2 separate regions of the Sus scrofa genome follow, and region 1 is linked to region 2. Evidence: chromatin contacts called from public Hi-C data. All regions are on one chromosome and are shown on one strand. Each heading gives the region's core, a stretch centred on a gene start, on an enhancer-like site or on the middle of the called end of the contact. The rest is flanking DNA. Distances are from core to core; before and after follow the strand shown. Region 1 holds the start of KLHL20 (kelch-like protein 20). Region 2 holds the start of ZBTB37 (zinc finger and BTB domain-containing protein 37).

Evidence for each region. Hi-C and Micro-C count contacts between places; a contact is called where the count stands out from the background.
Region 1: a Hi-C map of skeletal muscle shows a contact between it and region 2, with 6 times the contacts expected there. The contact joins the promoter of KLHL20 here to the promoter of ZBTB37 in region 2. A contact is called at or near these places in 2 of 47 Hi-C or Micro-C datasets (heart right ventricle and skeletal muscle) and 2 of 2 datasets of contacts at active chromatin or transcription factors (alveolar macrophages and skeletal muscle).

The regions. Positions count from the first base shown.
Region 1 is chr9:116,003,134-116,009,265 of Sscrofa11.1, forward strand. It overlaps KLHL20 (kelch-like protein 20), which reads left to right and starts at 2,429. Exons shown (of 12, transcript XM_005656716.3): 1 at 2,429-2,576; 2 at 3,471-3,534. The coding sequence starts at 3,512.
Region 2 is chr9:116,145,865-116,151,981 of Sscrofa11.1, forward strand. ZBTB37 (zinc finger and BTB domain-containing protein 37) reads left to right here and starts at 3,370. Exons shown (of 5, transcript XM_013989614.2): 1 at 3,370-3,473; 2 at 4,117-4,317; 3 at 5,575-6,117. The coding sequence starts at 5,612. It overlaps LOC110255511 (a long non-coding RNA gene), which reads right to left and starts at 3,269. Exons shown (of 11, transcript XR_002335927.1): 1 at 3,134-3,269; 2 at 2,397-2,449; 3 at 1,935-2,209; 4 at 1,594-1,625; 5 at 1,231-1,270; 6 at 931-964; 7 at 747-776; 8 at 504-553.

The sequences.
Region 1 (6,132 bases), core at 1,179-3,678, 140 kb before region 2:
TTTTTTTTTTTTTTTAAGGCTGCACTGGTGGCATATGGAGGTTCTCAGGCTAGGAGTCGAATCAGAGATACAGCCGCTGGCCTACACCACAGCCACAGCAATGCCAGATCCTTAACCCACTGAGCAAGGCCAGGGATCGAACCCTCAACCTCATGGTTCCTAGTTGGAATCATTTCCACTGCACCACAACGGGAACTCCAAAAAATTTCTTTATTGAAGTACCCAATTAAAAAAAAATAAAATCAGCCTTCATTTACCATCAGCCATACCAAGAATGTTTCTGGAAATAATGATCTGTATTCTTTCTCACATGTGACAGTTAACTATATTCCTATAGTTAATATGGAACATCCACATTTTCCTCTTCTAATTTTCAAGGTTTTGAATTTGGGATCAACTATCAAAACTAAATTGAACTGAAATATCTCCGTTTATACAGAGCCTTCCCATAGAATTTAAAATAAAATCTGAATTTTGTACAATAGCCAACAAGACAATATATAACCTTGCTCTTGCCTATCTCTCTTATATCTCATATTATTTCTAGTCATACTGGCCTTCTTAATGTTCCTTGAACAGGACAAGCTTATTTATGTCTCTGGTCCCTTCCCTGTGCTAGCCACTATACTTGAAACACTCTTCTCTCAGCTTTCCATCTGGATTGCTCTCCCTCACCCTTCAGATCTCAACCCATCTTTTCAGAGAGCACTTTCCTGATCACGCTTTTTACAGTAGCCTCTTCTTTCCCCAACTAGTCACTCTCTATAACATTACCTTCTTAGATAGCATTTGCCACTGACTGAAGTTATTTTGCTTATTTTTGTACCTTTTATTGTCTATATCCTTTTACATGATTTAGAATACTTCTGGAGTTCCTGGCCTTGCTAAGTGGGTTAAGGACCCATGTTGCACCAAGCTGCAGCACAGGTCGCAGATGTGGCTCAGATTCCACATTGTTGTAGCTGTGGTGTAGACCAGCAGCCGCAGCTCTGATTCAACCCCTAGCCTGGGAACTTTCGTATGCTGTGGGTGTGGCCCTAAAATGGAAAAAAAAAAATGTTGACAGTCAACCTTCATAACTACATAAATGATCACTAGCACTTCAGGGTGGTGTCCATCTCATTCACAACTGTATTTCCAAGGTCTAGCATGGTACTTGGTATACAGTAAGTGTTGAGTCCATTTAAAGGAGAGGAGGAAAAACTGACATTTGTTGAGTGCCTACGAAGTGCCAGATATACAACATGATATTTCTTCCTTTTTTTTTTTTTCTTTCTTTTTAGGGTCACACCTGCAGCATATGGAGGTTCCCAGGCTAGGGATTGAATCTGAGCTGTAATCACAGGCCTACACCACAACCACAGCAACCCTGGATTCGAGCCATATCTGCAACCTATACCACAAATCATGGCAACACCGGATCCTTAACCCACTAAGCGACGCCAGTAATTGAACCCGCAACCTCATAGTTCCTAGTCAGATTTGTTTCCACTGTGCCACAACAGGAACTCCCGGATATACAACATGATCTTAAAGCTAGTCAGTCACAGGCCTGGGATTTGAAACTATGAATACCTGGATCTAAATACCATGCATTTCCCACTACAAGCTAATTAACAAAAGGTATACTTTCCCGTTCAGAAACAACTAGACAATCCTATGTAGATCCCATGAAAATCTGGTTAAGTTCATGCTTAGCCTATATAGTCAACAAGAAACCAACAACAGTCTTTCACTGATATTACTGATAATTGCATCCCCCACACTGTCACCTGTTTGTTTCCTAAACATAGAGTGAAAATTTTGTGACTGTGTGCTGTAGGAAAATGGGCCAAATGACAAATTGAAAAATATATTTTTTCCTACCTAATGCTAAAGTGGGTACACAGAAGTGTTTTGTTAAATGTCTGTTGGTGAATGCTAAGTGAAAGGGCAAGCTAACATAGCCATCCTGAATAAAACCCTGGTGTTTTGAAACCTAAACAGTGGAAAATCTAGGAGGTTGCCTCTGTTTATGATTTGTCTGTGGATCCTCAGCAGCTTGCACATAGTAGGGACCTAATTTGTGTAAACCCCATACATGCATGTGTCAATCATTCGGTCCACAATTAGAGGAAAGATTGTGCTAATAGGAGACCACCAGCTACAAATAAATCAAAATTCCTGGCTTTCCATGACTCCTATCATCTTTCTATTGGCTTCTGCTGGGGAAAACGAAGAGAGGAGGAGACTTCAGTATTCGGATACTGCCAGTTCAGTGATGAACTCGCACAGTGGTCACTCTCGGGGTGCAAGGAACTGGATAACTGCACATGCAGTCTTTGAGAGTACCCAAGCCCCCAGCAGGGCAAGGCTACTTCCTGATCTGCTCCGGAACCCTTTGTCGGAGTATGTGGGTTCCAGAGGGAAGTATTTAGGAACAGGACAACTTCCTGCTGGTGCAGTGGAGCGAGGGTGGGGAGGAAATCGCTCCGGGAGCCGCATCCTGCTTGCGCTAGCGTCTGCAGAGAAAAGGGTGGAGGTGCCGAAAGGAGGAAGCAGAAGAGGCTACGGAAGACAAGAAAGTGTTGGAGCCGGTAGGTTAGCCGCCTTAGAGCTGGGGCAGTGGGAAGCAAGTGGTTTGCAATATCTGCGGTTCTAAATTGCTGGGCTGCCCAGGTGGGTAGGGGCCGTGCTTTGCACGCTGCTTGTCAGTAGGCACCAAGAAGGGGCTGTTCGGGGCACTGGGGCTGGGCCTTGCGGGGCACCTGACTGCGCTCGAGCTGGCTGGCAACCCTACCCCGGAGCCCGTGGCGGCGCTGGGCTGTTCTGCCTTAGGGCGTGGGGTTCCGCACCCTGGACAGCTTCCCTAGACCGGGGGCGGAATTTAGGGGAAAGAAAGTGGATACGGTGCGTCCCGCTTAACCCTCAAGACTTTGCCAAGTGGGTGATGAACATTGTTTCGGGAACTGAGGGGAAGGGCTTGTAGAGGGACTGTTAGTCTGAAGCCATAGTTTGTCTACTCTGTTCTAGGAGCCCGGGCTATCGCAAGGGAAGTTGGTTTGTTTTTATGGCAAGTGCCTATTCCTGCTTCTTGTCACTTCTGGGCAAGCTAAGAGCTTTCATATCCCTCGTTAAGCCCGTGTGTTCTCTATCTGATTGATCGTATTTGTACTGCTGGGGGTATCTGGTAAATACTCTGTCAAAGTTAAATGTCTCCAAGCACTTTTTGAAGAGAGAAGACTAACCTAGCAGTCGGGGGACTATTTAGCGCACCTTTTCTCACCTTCCCATATAATCGTTTTAGCGTTCAGAGTGAGGGTGGTCATCTTAAAGGTGCTAGCTAAGGGTTGTGATTGTGCATCTGCAAAAGGCCTTTCGTATGGTAGGATATAAAATTCTTTATCACTGAACAAGATGAATGTGTAGAGATTGTTACTGGAGAAATCAGAAATAGTTTTTATTAAGTTACTGCTTTTCTGTTGTCTTAGGTTCGGCTTTAGAGTGTGGTGAAGGGTACTTTTCATGGTGCATGGAAGGAAAGCCAATGCGCAGGTAGGCATTTAGGAAGAAAATCTTCTGTTTCAATAAATGAAATTTACGTAATAATCTAGGGCTTCATTTAAATCTTTTTAAAAGATTGTCAAATCTTACCAAATTCTGTTTAGAATTAAAAATTCTTGTAAAATAAAGGTAATATTAGGAATTAATAGCTTTTTAAATAAAATAAAATGTAGAACTTAAATTTCTAAAGAGTGCTTTGAGCTTTATGTAGTTAACACTTCAATTTTCTTTTTTGCGTTGTAATTTTTTTGTGATAATATTATGCGTACTGTGATACTATACAGATTAGTTATAGTCTTCAATTCCCTGTAGAATACAGAGGGTTCTGTTGCCATATAAGAATAATGATTTTTTATAATACGCTGTACTGAATGTCTAATTATGGTTTTGGTTATGTCACTCATGTTCATTAATACATTTGTTCTTTGAATTAAAATAGCTGCATTGCAGGGAAGATTGTTAGAAGACTAAAAAAGGTATTTGACATAATAACTTAGTCCATAGAAAAATAGAACAGTGTGTGGGAAAATATAGACACTTATAGACCTTCTCAACCCTAGAATTTAGTAATGCTTTTTCTCAATCTGTTTTAACAAATAGGACTCAAATCGTTATTGAAATAAAGTCAGCCCAGTTCTATTTCTTCATTTTTAAACTCATTTCACTCTTATTGAACTGTATTTAATTATTTTTTGTTTAACATCAAAGATAAACAGCTCTGGCAGACCCTTTCAAGAAAAGAAGCATACCATGATGGGGATATGACTTAGAACTAAGGAACAAGAACCAGAATATGAATATTTTTCCAAATCTATTACTGAGTTTTTTTGATTGCCCTTGAGTTATTCATCTTCTCTGTGCCCCAATTTTCTTCTCTAATATATCTGACCAGGATATTGAGAGTAATGAATGTTTGCAAATGCTTTGAGATCTCCAAATGGAGAGTTATTGTAGATATAATAAATGCCATTATAGACCTTCTTATTTGTCTTATTCTATAGTAGGAATAATGTTTGAAAGTACATGAAGAAATTAACACATATATTAAGTGCTTTGTTATTTCAACTTCTAACATGATTTCAAAAAGCCACTGATTGTTTCTCATCCTCAGCTCCCAGGAATGTCATATCTTATGTAATTATTAAAATAAGAGCTTATTAATTTTAAAAAATTAATTTTTAATTTTTAAAATGTGGGAATGTTTTTGGTTTATCAATAATTTCCATATAAAATATTTGCTTAATCACTCATATCTACCCTTTTTTTCTTGTTTTATTATATAACATTGCCAGTTAATCAAAATGATGTTGGAGAATTTTGGCGCCATTAATTGTTAAGTTCCTGGTTTTTTTTTTCATCACCATCACTTGGGCAGAGCCTGGCCTACTATTGCTCTCTGGTTTCACTTCTACCTGCTACGTGTGTTAGGTCACAGTCACACTTCCCTGCTCTTTCCTTATTGGGCTGTCATTCTTGCTGCTGCAACATAAAAAGCATTTGGGTTTATACTTACCTGCTATTGGAGAAGCTTTGAATGAGAAATAACTATTTAGGAGTTCCTTGTTGGCCTATTGGTTAAGGATTTGGCATTGTCTCTGCTGTATCAAGGGTTCAGTCCCTGGCCCAGGAACTTCCATGTGTCATGGGCACGGCCAAAAAAAAAAAAAAAGAAAAGAAAAAAGAAATAACTGTTTATATTGAGATTATTTGAATATATGTTTATTCTCCCTGCGGGAGTGTGAGCTTTTTGAGTCTCATGTGTCTTCTATATCTTTGCATCCCTGGCACCTAATGATCACTGAATGATTGCTTGAACCACTCAACAATTGAACAGTACCTGCAGATTTTTCCCAAGGCAGGGGGGTGGCGCACCATGACCAAGAAAAGATTGAAAATTGTTTTTAAGAGTATTCTAATGCCTTATCATAAGGTTTTATGAAACTGACTGGCATATTATTAGTAAAACTTCATTGCATTCATTTATTTAACTAGCTATTATGTGTAAATACTACAAAACTTAAAAGATAAAATAGGCTCTTCAGTGAAAAGTCAGCTAATACTGACCCTAGCTCCCAAGCTCCCAGTTTTCCTCTCCAGAAGAATCACTTGAAAGCAGTTTCTTATTCATTCTTTTCACGGTATTATAATGCATTTACAAGCATATATAGATTATCCCCTTTTTAAAAAACATGTATGTTTGCATATCATACACATTCTTCTGTATCTTTTTTCACTTCATATATTATTTTGTAGATTATGGCAAATACCTATAGACCCATCTTATTCATTTTAATAGTTACATAGTGTTCTATTATCTGTAGGCACAAAGTTAACTAGTCTCATTGAGAGACATTTAAGTTATTTCAGATGGTTTGCTGTTATATCCAGCTCTGCAATGAATATCCATGTATGTATAAGTATAGAATAAATTCTTGTAAGTATAGAATAAATTCTTCGATGTAAAATTGCCCAAAGAGGAGTTCCCATCGTGGTGCAGCAGAAATGAATTCGACCAGGAACCATGAGGTTGCAGGTTTGATCCCTGGCCTCGTTCAGTGGGTTAAGGATCCTGCATTGCTGTGAGCTGTG
Region 2 (6,117 bases), core at 2,120-4,619:
TAAAATAATCAACTAAACAAGTCATCTGGCATTATGTACATTATATACCATAAAAACTTCCTCACAAGAATGTTAGCCTGTCTTCATCTAAATGTCAATTGGTAATTCTGGAATTTTAATGTTTTTATTGGAGTATAGTTGAATTAAGTTGTATTAGCTTTAGGTTAACACTGAGTAGACCACACTGTGCTATTATAGTTGGTCCCTGGTTAGCTACCTTGTATGTAGTGTGCCTTCAGTTTCCCTCTTGGTAACCCTAAGCTTGACTATGACTTAAGTTTAATAGTATAGGACATCTCCATTAGTCATTAGGCTTATCCAAATCCATTAACATTTCTGAGAAACTGTATAAACAGAATTGTTACAGCCAGATACATCAGATAGGAGCGAAAGACAGTTATTTGCTCATCACTGTCAAGTCTGCTGAACTATGTTATCATCATTGTATCGGCTTAAAAAAGAAAAATCACATAAAACAGAAACCTAACTTAAGGCTACAATACCTTTTAAGGCATGTTCCAATCAATGCCTTGTAGCCAAGGCCTCTTCACACCTGCAGAATTTAATGAAACTTAATGAAATTTAATAAGGTAGAAATACAATTTTTAAAAAACTTCTGAACACTGTTTCAGTTTTTAAAAATCTTCATTATTTTTCAGAGAGATTCCCATCTGTTTAATTTTATAAATCATCACTAACAGCATTTTGCTTACTAACTAGTACAATTGATAAAAATACATACATACCTTTATACAAAAGGTCCTCAAAATCTGCACCTGAAAAAAATTATTTCTTCAGACACATTTCAAAATAGCTTCAATACTCCAACTGTCCAACACCAGAAAACACCATCACAATTACTAAGACTAGCACATTATAAAAACAAAAACCCCAAGTGCCAAGAGCCAAAGAACTGTTTTCATGTCTTACCCCAAACAAGCCATCCACAGATAATACCGGGTACCTATAAAGGAAATGACACTTTCACTAAAAGGTCAATCATACATTAAATTCTCATTTATTTTTGTCACAGGGTCCTTCAGTGTTAGATTTGTCTACATGCTCATTTCAGGTCAGACATTTGCTCAACATCATTACAAAAACCCTGCTAAAGCATGCTCAACATACGTTTGCAAATCAAACATACAAAATTAGCTTAGGCATTCTACCTTGTCAGCATTACCCTAAGTTTTGAGCCTACTAAATTTTGCTTTAAACATTAATGCTTACCCACTAAAAAGGCTGGTCCAGACATGTCAGACAAGTTCACCTAAAGAAATAAAGAGTGGTTTTACAGTAGTCAAAGATGAATTATTCCCCAGAAACCTAAAAAATGCCTGAAATCAGATAGAGCTAATATAAGACCTTCATGTTCAGTCAGTATACGCTTATCATCACACAGGCTGCTCTTCCAAAGCAATACACCTTACGGTAACAAGACAAGGATTTGGCCTTAATGCATTCAGCACTGTCCAAGCACTTCATGGTAGGATTGCTTCACGTGTATTAAAAGGCAGTCCTAAAAACCCATCAGAGGCATTCTGTCATCTTTGCCCAGTCACCAATGTTTAGTTCAATTACAATTTTACTTACCTCTTCACCTTTCAGCTAACTCTGCCTAGCACCTACAAAAATAGAAGTCAGATTAGAAGTGGTACTTTGCTTATGCTATTAGCCAAAGTTTTCCCAACCCAGATACTCAGTCATATGTTAACTCTTTCATGATTCAATCTGTTGAACTATGCAACCATCACAGTATCTGTTTCTTCAGATCCCCGCAAGTTAAGTATAAAACTAAGGTGCAGAATTTCAGGTTTGAAAAGGGGAGCAAAACGCTAATTTAACCATCAACATTGATTTGGTGATTTGTCAACCCCTAAAAATACAAAGAATTGGACAGCACTGGGTATATAGACTTTAAAAAGGTTTCTCACCTTTTTGCCCACAAATACAGTGTTAAGCTTGCGCTTTACAACCTGGGAAGAAACAGTTTCATGTAAGCTTAGGAGCAATTTCTATGTCCTCTAAACCACTGTTTTGTGTGCCTCAGTTAGAATAATGGTGGTAAGGATTCTCGTCATCCTCACTGTCAAGAGTAGCAAATAAAATGTCATCATTATGGCACAAAGGAATTGTCAACCTAACACCCCTGGTGGAGGGAATTTCTATAACTCACCCCAGCAGCGATTCTCATATCCTGGGCGCTTAGCTAGAAAACAAAGGAAATCTAATGAAACATACTGCGTTGCTAAGCTAACCATTAATATCTTAAGAATTTAAGCCTCAGAATTGAATTTTTCAGAAATTCCTTCTGCCCACTACTCTTTAACCATCATAGGCTTAACAAAAAAATCACCTAAGCAGATCCCATTCTTCTCCATTTAGCTGTTTCTTACCTGCCCATCAGAAGCCATCAAAAGCCACATTGCATTCATCCCTAGCACCATTCCTAGAAAAGATTAGGGATTTTCAAAATTAGATTTTTTTCTTTTGTATTTTCTTTTTTGCCACACATGCAGTATAGTGTCTGGGCATTCCTGGTCCGGGGATCGAACCTACGCGGCACAGCAGCAGCCAGAACCACAGCGCAGAGAATGCAGGAGCCTCAACCTGCTAGGCCATCAAAGAACTCCCAAAATTCGTTTTTTCCCCACATCTAATCATTGTCGTCTCCCCATCATGTTTGCAGGTCTTTTACTACACCACTCAAAATTTCACAGGAGCATTCTGAGGGCACTAAAATGCTGCAATGGGGAATGCAGCCATTTAGAGGCTCACGTGGCCTTACTGAGAGACGGGAAGAGGCAAGAGCAGAAGGCATTAACAGAAACCCGCTCGGCAACTCGGCAAGCACCGCCATCAGAGCCGTTGGCATTCATCAAGTCTCAGATGTCCCTACCAACACAGGCTTCATCAGAGGCAGGGCCCCGAGCCGAGGTTTTTCCGCAGTGCGACCCAACAAATCGAATACAAATCAGGCCACGCCGGCCACCCAAGGCGCACTGCTCCACCATTCTTATCTTCTGAGCCCTGCGAAGGCCTGCGACTGGCCTAAAAGGGACTGGCGATTTTAACTGCCAAAAACTGGAGGCCTCAGACCAAGAATTTACTTAAACAAAGAAAACACACTCACCAAGAGCCAACCCGCAGCCTCGAAAGACTGAGATGGCGCCCAGGCGCCAGTATATAAGGACTCTTTTCCGTGACGTCACGACGCATTCTCTCCGCCAGCATCCCTCTCCAGTCTTCCCCCTCCCTCAGTCTCCTCCTCCAACCGTAGCTCCTTTCCGTCCGCTAAGCTCCCCCCTGGCCCCACCTCTTGACCAGCTCCTGCTCGCCGTTGTGGGCGTGGACAGGCCGGCCACGTGACACAGAGCGCCCGCCCTCCTACCGACTGAGGAGGAAAAGAAGAGAGGGGAGGGGGCGCGAGGGACGGAAAGCGCTGGGGGAGGGGGGAGAGGGGCGGTGTAAGGGTGAGTGATTTCCTTCCGGCACGTAGCCCGCTCTGGGGGAGGGGGTGGGGGGTTTCACTTCCGGGACGGTGTTCCGGCCCATTCCGGCCCATTTCCACCCCCGGAGGTAGGTGCTGCTCCTTAACTGGGCTCGGGCCTCGCAAGCGGGTCCTGCTGCCCTGCATTGGGGCCGGTTCGCCTGGTCTCCGCCACAGCGTACTCCTGGGGCGTTCAGCCACTTCCCTCCTACCCCGCCTCAAGGCACCGGGAGACCTTCCACCCTCTTGGCCCCGGGCCGGGCTGAGCTGCCGGACCCGCCCCCTCGGCGAGCCCCTCCCTCAGGACCCCGGGATGGGCGGCCCCCTCCCCCACGGCAGCCCGGACACACCCAGATACACACACCCACCTCTGGGCAGCTCCCCGCCCGCCTACGCCTACCGCCTGGATCGGGTCCCTGGGCGCCGCCCCCTTCCCGGTCCTTTACCCTCACCTGATTGCTCGCTCCCCTGCCCCACGCACGCCTTGCTCCCCTTTTCGCTTCTGGTCCTTGGTGGCATTTCTATCTTCTGCTCGTTTCCCCTTCCCCGTCTCCTAAAGGCGACGAAAGCCACTCAAGTACCAGAGTGGCCAACCCCATGCGGTTCCCTATTCTCCCTCTTTACAGCTGTCACCCCTCCAGTGCCGACGATAGAGAAAGACCTTACTTACTCCAGGGGCTTCCTCCTCACTGGGGAATTGCCGGAAAGAGCAAACAAAAAAGGCGCTGGTGTAGGCTCCAAAATAAACATCTGAATTCATGATGGCATCGACAGAGGCTCTTATTGGATTAAAAGTTTCAAAACAAACCAAAACGCTTTGGAAAAAGGTCAGATTGGCTAAAGTTGGTTCTCAGAAGCTGTGTATACACTTCCTATTTACTGATAAGTCTGTTGTAAATGCGGGGCAATACCGTGAGCTAGTCAGCATAAATTCCTGAAGTTTCAGGTCTTAGGTAACCATGTAATGTCTTCTAAATTTACGGATAAATGGAAACACGTTGAGCTCAAGTCAATGTCTTCTTTATGGGATTTATACAAACTACTCTCAACCAGTGAAGACTATTGGATGCGGTTACAGGCTTAATGGTTCAGCTATTTTAAAAAATCTTTTAATGTAAAAATACTGGCCATACATGATGAATGCTTTGTTACTTGTATTTTATTAACAGCTTTGGGGAACTAAATTTCAGAATCAGAGTGTCGTTACCACCCTGAAATCTCCAACTTTGAATTTAGATAGAGGCAGGTTTACCTACCCTTTCCTAATCCTAAATGTGACCTTCTTCAAGTTCTCTGCATCTTCTTTTCTTTTCTTTTTCTTTTTCTTTTTTTTTTTGGCTGCACCCGCTGGCATATGGAAGTTCTCAAGATGGGGAACAAACCCATGCTACCACAAAGACAACCCTGGATCTTAACATGCTGCACCACAGCAGGAACTTCCAAGTTCTCTGCATTTTGAGTCCTGACACAGCTTGGCATTTTTCCCAACCTAGAGTTTGCCTCCCAGTCCTAAACCCAAATCCTTTTTGTTGGGGCTCTGACTTTTCAGTTTAGAAATAATGGCTTACATTCATGTGGGATATTCATCACTTTTTAAAATAATAAACATAACCCATGTAGCATCTAGTAAAGTATTAAGAAAAGGGATGTCTCATCAGCCCATCTGTGAATAATTAACATTATTTAAAAAGCTGTCTTTCTTTCTACAAAGAAAAATTGTCACTGGATTTTATATTGTGTGCAAATACCTTATGATTAACACTTAAAAAATAAGAACTCACAACTGCTCCCCTCCCCTGTTGAACTTCAGTTTTGATGTTACATAGCTTGTTAAGAAGGAAAGTATGGACATAGTTTGAATTTTTAGAAGCCTAACAATCAATTTTTGGTTTAAACGGTATCTTGTTGCGAAACCTACACTGTTAAACCTGTTGGTACTTTTCCATATTTGAACATAAGGAAAGTATCTCTTTTTACTTAGAGATTTTGAAATTTAACCAAATAATATTTTAATAGGTTTGGATTAGAAAGCCTGAGTAGAGTGAAATTATAATTATTAACGAGGATATGGTTTCTTCTTTTAGCAGGGTTGAATGCCTGCCTATACCCTCAGACACGACCATGGAGAAAGGTGGGAACATACAACTGGAGATACCTGATTTCAGCAACTCAGTCCTAAGCCATCTAAACCAACTGCGCATGCAGGGACGTCTCTGTGACATCGTGGTCAATGTGCAAGGACAAGCTTTTAGGGCTCACAAAGTGGTACTGGCAGCCAGCTCCCCCTATTTCCGAGATCACATGTCCTTGAATGAGATGAGTACTGTCTCTATCTCAGTCATCAAGAACCCTACTGTTTTCGAGCAGCTCCTTTCTTTCTGTTACACGGGGCGAATATGCCTGCAACTGGCAGATATCATCAGCTACCTGACAGCTGCCAGTTTTCTGCAAATGCAGCATATTATAGACAAATGTACACAGATCCTGGAGGGCATTCATTTCAAAATTAATGTGGCTGAGGTTGAAGCTGAATTAAGTCAAACGAGGACAAAGCATCCAGAGGGACCTCCAGAGTCTCACAGAGTTACACCAAATCTGAACCGCTCTCTTAGCCCCCGACATAATAC